Linked DNA regions of Anas platyrhynchos: region 1 is linked to region 2. The links are chromatin contacts, called in public Hi-C maps. All regions are on one chromosome and are shown on one strand. Each heading gives the region's core, a stretch centred on a gene start, on an enhancer-like site or on the middle of the called end of the contact. The rest is flanking DNA. Distances are from core to core; before and after follow the strand shown.

The links. A called contact is a pair of places that touch in the nucleus more often than the background predicts.
Region 1: a Hi-C map of liver shows a contact between it and region 2, with 3 times the contacts expected there. The contact joins the promoter of NPLOC4 here to the promoter of CHMP6 in region 2. A contact is called at or near these places in 3 of 8 Hi-C or Micro-C datasets (liver, skeletal muscle and subcutaneous adipose tissue).

What each region holds. Positions count from the first base shown.
Region 1 is chr19:1,359,315-1,362,034 of IASCAAS_PekinDuck_T2T, forward strand. NPLOC4 (NPL4 homolog, ubiquitin recognition factor) reads right to left here and starts at 1,450. Exons shown (of 17, transcript XM_038165401.2): 1 at 1,279-1,450; 2 at 1-77. The coding sequence starts at 1,293. TSPAN10 (tetraspanin 10) reads left to right here and starts at 1,690. Exons shown (of 3, transcript XM_027471401.3): 1 at 1,690-2,050; 2 at 2,420-2,720. The coding sequence starts at 1,964.
Region 2 is chr19:1,139,684-1,142,383 of IASCAAS_PekinDuck_T2T, forward strand. It overlaps CHMP6 (charged multivesicular body protein 6), which reads left to right and starts at 1,404. Exons shown (of 8, transcript XM_038165497.2): 1 at 1,404-1,564; 2 at 1,681-1,790; 3 at 2,268-2,355. The coding sequence starts at 1,502. RPTOR (regulatory associated protein of MTOR complex 1) reads left to right here. Exons shown (of 35, transcript XM_072025751.1): 35 at 1-110.

The sequences.
Region 1 (2,720 bases), core at 200-2,699, 220 kb after region 2:
TTGAGGAACGTGGCCACGGTCTCGCGCTTGGTGGCCGTGATGCGCTTCACCCCGTCTGGAGACTGCACGCGGATGATCTGTGGGGAAAAGAGGACAGCCCCCGTTAGCTGTGGGGACACGGAGCCCACCACTCCAGCACAATTAATCCCCCCCGCACCAGTTTTTAACGCTGCTCCTCGTCAGAGCACAACCACACCAGGCAGTAATTCCCTCCTGCATGGCATTACACGCCCAAGGATTAATTACCCTAATGGACGAGGCCCTGCGAGAAGCTGGCAGGGAAAATAAAATGCTAAGGCTGCTTTTTGTTTTGTCACAGCTCTGCTCTCGGACGTGGAACCAAACTTTTAGGACAAGGGTGGATCAGAGCTGCTCCGGGAGGGACGCATCCAGCGCCACAACCACCGGCCGGACCGGTGCCGACGGGCTCCAACCCTCGTTAGTGGCGTGCAAATTGCATGGCTAATGAGGGGACGCAGAGAGGAACATCCTGCGTTGGTTTATAATGAAGAGACACGAAGCCAGGAAACGTTCTGCGTTGCTTTTGATGAAGCGTTAAGTCGGAAGTGGGGAAAAATGGCAACTTTGGGGGGTAAAAAATAAAAATATACACAAAAATTGGGCATGGATGTGGTAATAAAGGGCTGGGGAAGCAGCGAATGTAAACGCTGGTGTCCTCATGTTCCCTGCTGCAGCCTTAAAGTCAGAAATGGGGGGAAAATGGCAAGTTTGAGGGCTAAAATATAAAAATATACACAAAACCTAGGCATAGAAGGTGGTAAAAAGGGCTGGGGAAGCAGCGAATGTAAACACCGGTGTCCTCACGTTCCCTGCTGCAGCCTTAAGTCAGAAATGGGGGAAAACCGGCAATTTTGGTGTGGCGAAATATAAAAATATAAAGAAAAACCGGGCACAGGAGGTGGTAAAAAGGGACGGGGAGGCAGCGAGCGTAAACACCGCTGCCCTCACGCTCCCTGCTTGAAGTTTAAAGCCAGAGACGAGGCAAAAACGACAATTTTGGTGGGCGAAATATAAAAATATAAACAAAAACCGGGCACAGGAGGCGGTAAAAAGCAGCGAACGTCAACGCTGCCCCCCCGGGACCGGGCAGGACCCCCCTGAGGGGGCTGCCAGGGGGCAGAGGAAGGCCCCGGGGCTCGGGGGGGGCCTCCCCTTACCCCCCCCAACCCCCCCCCCCCACCCCCGGGGCCTTCCCCGCCGCCCCCCCCCGGTTTCTGCTGCCTCATCGCCCCTCCCCCGCCGCCGGGCCCCACTCACGATCGTCTCCGCCATCTCGCCGCCCTCCGGGGCCCTCTCAGCGCTGCCCCCGGCCCCCCCCCGCGCCGTTCCTTGAGGCCCAGGCCGGTTCCGTTCCCCTCCCCCCCCCCGCTCCGCTCCCGCCGCCGCCGCCGCCGCCGCCCCCAGGGCCCGGTCCCGGCCCCGCCGCCGCCGCTGCCCGCTCCCCTCAGGCCTCCGGGTGGGTCCCAACCCCCGGCCCCCGCGTTCCGCCGCACAAAGGTTCCTAGGCGGGGCGGTCCGCCGCCACAGCGTTCCCCCATGGAGGCGCGGTGCAACCGCCTAACCCGCCCCCCTCAACCACATCGCCTATTTTTTCGTTCCGGATACAAACAGTCCCCCGTTCCTAATCTTCCTCCTCATCCTCATCCTCCTCTTCCTCTTTCCTCTTGCTTTCCCCCACACGTTGGGGGAATCCCCAAGGGGTCAGAAAACCACGGGGTGGGCTCAGATTGGGTGCGGATCCTCGTCCCCTGCTCGCCCCCGCTGCCCCTCTAATGGCGGTCCTGGACCCACCCTGCCAAACCTTCACCACCCACCACTGTGGGGGCTGCAGGGGGGGGCTGAGTGGGCCCAGCTGCGGTGCTGGGAGCTGCGGCCCTATTTAAGGCCCGGCCGCAGCCTCTCACATGATGGGAGTGTGACTGCAGCAGCCCCGGGGAGCAGGATGGCGCCGCTCAGGGAACGGCTGTCCCGGCTCCTCAGCCCCCACAGGGCCGGGGGCAGCGGGGAGAGCAGCCGGCTGCTGCCCCAGGTAACCCCCGGGACCCCCGTCCTGGCCTCTGTGGGGTCCTTGGGGTGGCTCCGTGTCCTGGGCCTGGGGGGGGGGCTGGGTGCTTCCTGGGCACCTATGGGTGCCTGCATCCCCTGGGGTCCCCATAGGGATGAGCTGGGGGTCTCTGTGAGGGGCAGGGTCTCTGGCAGGGCTCCCTTGTGGGGTGGATGTAGAGTGCCCTATTCCCACCTCACCCACACCCCATTGGGGTTATGGGGTGTGGGCTTTGGGAACCCCCAGCTGCCTTGTGCTGGTGTGCGTAGGGAATGTGGGGGCCATTATGGGGGTGTTTCTGGGGGTCTGCAGGCCCTACAGCCACCACGGGGGATGTGTCTTTGTCCCACGCAGGCAGCCAGGCTGGTGGAGCTGCCCTACCCCTCTGATGATGATGACGATGATGAAGGCTTGCAGCTGGGGGACGTGCACCTTTCTGTGGCCGAGCAGCACCCCGAGGAGTGGCACCCCGTCCCCCAAAAACCGGGCGCCTTCAGCCACTGCGTGCGGTACCTGGCCTTCCTCTGGAACCTCCTCTTCCTCCTGCTGGGCCTCCTGGCCCTAGGAGTGGGGGTTTGGGGGCTGCTGGCCAAGGGGTCCCTACAAGACGAGCGCCTGGCCCTGCTGGGCTCTGACCCCATGCTGCTCTTCGTGC
Region 2 (2,700 bases), core at 154-2,653:
TTACAAAAACAAAAAAATATTAAAAAAAAAACAAACAGAACACAATTGTAATGTGAGAGTAAAACAATTACAAACAGATAAATGGTTAATAAAAAATAAATGCAGAAATACTTCAGTCTGAGGATCACTTTGTGGGACGGAGGTGGGGAGGGGCAGTGCCACAGGGGCGAGAGGCCGGGAGCCGTGTCCAACAGCGGAGTTATGTTTTTAGGTGGCACACTGTGTGATTTGGGGCTGTTTGCACACAAAGAGGCCGCTTACACGTCGAGATCCTGGGCAGAAGAGATTTCCACAAGCCCAGGTCCCTGCTTCTGAGCCCGACCAAAACCCACCGCAGCTGGCACCGCAGAGGCAGCGCCATGAGAGGGGCACAGCACCAGGCCCCGAGGTGTGCACGCCCTGGGGGGCTCCAAATTGCAGGGTCCTGGGATCGGACGTGGGGACGTGGTGCCTTGGGGACATGCTGATGGATCTCTGAGGCTCTGACACAAGCCCCCCATTCCCTGCAGTCCCCCATCCCTTTAGTCTCCATCGCACATAACCCCGTTCCCCATTGCTCCCCCACCCCCTACAACCACCATCCCCTATACACCCCATGCTCCATAGCCCCCTTTCCCTACAGGCCCCCCAATGCTGCCCCATCCCCTACAGCCTTCCCCATCCCCATCCCTATAGCCCCACCACCCCCTGAATGCTTTGTCCCATAAACCCCCCCATAAAGGGGGCACCCCTTCTCCTATAACCCCCCATCCCCTATAGCCACTAACCCTATATCCCCACCCCCTATGGCCACCAACCCCTACACCCCCCCCTTTATAACCCCCTTCCTCTTTTATAACCCCCCCTCTCTACTCTCCATCCCCTATACCCCCACCATCCTCTACACCCCCCCCCCACCCCCTATTTCCTACAAGCCCCATACCCCAGTGCCCTATAACCTCCCCCATCCCCTACAGCCCCCAACACCCCCTATTTCCTACAGTCCCCCCACACCCACATCCCCTACAGACCCCCCCTTACACCCCCATTCCCTACATCTCCCCATCCCCTACAGCCCCTCCCCAACACCCCCTATTTCCTACAGACCCCCCATCCCCTACAGCCCCCCCTTCACCCCCCATCCCCTACAGCCCCCCCGTACACCCCCATCCCCTATACTCCCTCCCCAACACCCCCCATCCCCTACAGACCCCCCCCTTAGACCCCCATCCCCTAAACCCCCTCCCAACACCCCCTATTTCCTACAGACCCCCCCTCACCCCCCCATCCCCTCCACCCCCTCCCCAGCCCCCCCCAATCCCTTCCACCCCCCCACCCCCCTCAGGCTCCCTCCGCGCCCCGCTACCGCCCCCCCGCGGCCCCCTCTCCCCTCTTCCTCTCTCGCCTTCCGCGGGGCCGGGCCCTGCGCGGCCGCCGTCGGGGGGCGGAGGCCGAGGGGGAGGCCGGGGCCGGGGCCGCCCGGGGCCGGGCCGAGGCCGGGACCGGGACCGGGACCGGGGCCATGGGGAACCTGTTCGGGAGGAAGCGGCGGAGCCGCGTCACGGAGCAGGACAAGGCCGTGCTGGTAACGGGGGGGGGGGGGTGGTGGTGAGGGCTGGGCCCGGTGAGGCCCCGTGAGGCGGCGGCGGCTGCCCCTGCCCCGGGCCCGGCCCTGAGGCGCGTCCCGCCGTGTCCCTGCAGCAGCTGAAGCAGCAGCGCGACAAGCTGAGGCAGTACCAGAAGCGGATCAGCCTCAACATGGAGCGGGAGCGAGCCCTGGCCCGGCAGCTGCTGAAGGAGGGCAAGAAAGAGTGAGTGGGGCCGCTGGGGGGATGGGGGGGGGGCTTGGGGCTGCTTCTCCAGCCGGGCCCAGCCCCTGGGGGTCCAGCTTGGGTCTGGGGGGCTGCACGGTGACACCCCCAGCACGGTGACCCCCCCAGCACGATGAAACCCCCCCAGCACGGTGACCCCCCCCCAGCACAATAAACCCCCCGTCCCCACCAAACGCAGGCGCTAGGTCGCCAATTTATGCTCGATTAATTGACCCACCCTTATTCACGGGAACAGCTCAGGGGTCGCATTGAATTTTCACTTTTGTTTCTCCTCTTTTGGAAAAATAACACAAAATGAGTGGTGTTTAAACGAGTACCGTCACCTAAAGCGGCCTCTTTAGGCTCGTCTGCTTCCTTCTCTGCTGAGTTGCCCTGCTCTTGTCCCCCAGAAAAGCCCCGCTCTTATCCCCTTTGCTCCCCTCTGTGCTGAGTTTTCCTGCTCTTCTTGTCCCCCAGAAAAGCCCTGCTCTTGCTGAAGAAGAAGCGCTACCAAGAGCAGCTCCTGGACAGGACGGATAACCAGATCAGCAACTTGGAGCGCATGGTGAGCGCCGGGCGGCCCCGCTGGGGCGGGGGTGACAGCCTCCAGCCAACACCTCCTGCTGGGGGCAGAGTCCTGAGAGCCCTGTGCCCAACGCACAGCGCTCTGGGATCAGCCTCGTGCCACGGCTCCTCTCTAACGAATCAGCGTGAGCTTGGTTTGAGTCAGTATTGTCAGCTCCGTGTTAAATACAAGTGTAGTGAGTTACTAAAACTTGAGGCACAGTGCAGGCAGCTGTAGTAGAAACTTCCTCTGGCTTGTCTTGGGACCTTGGTTTTAGGAACAGTATTTGTTCTGGTGCGGTCAGCGAAACTACAGCCTCAGCTTAGGTTGCCTGCTGGAGAGCCA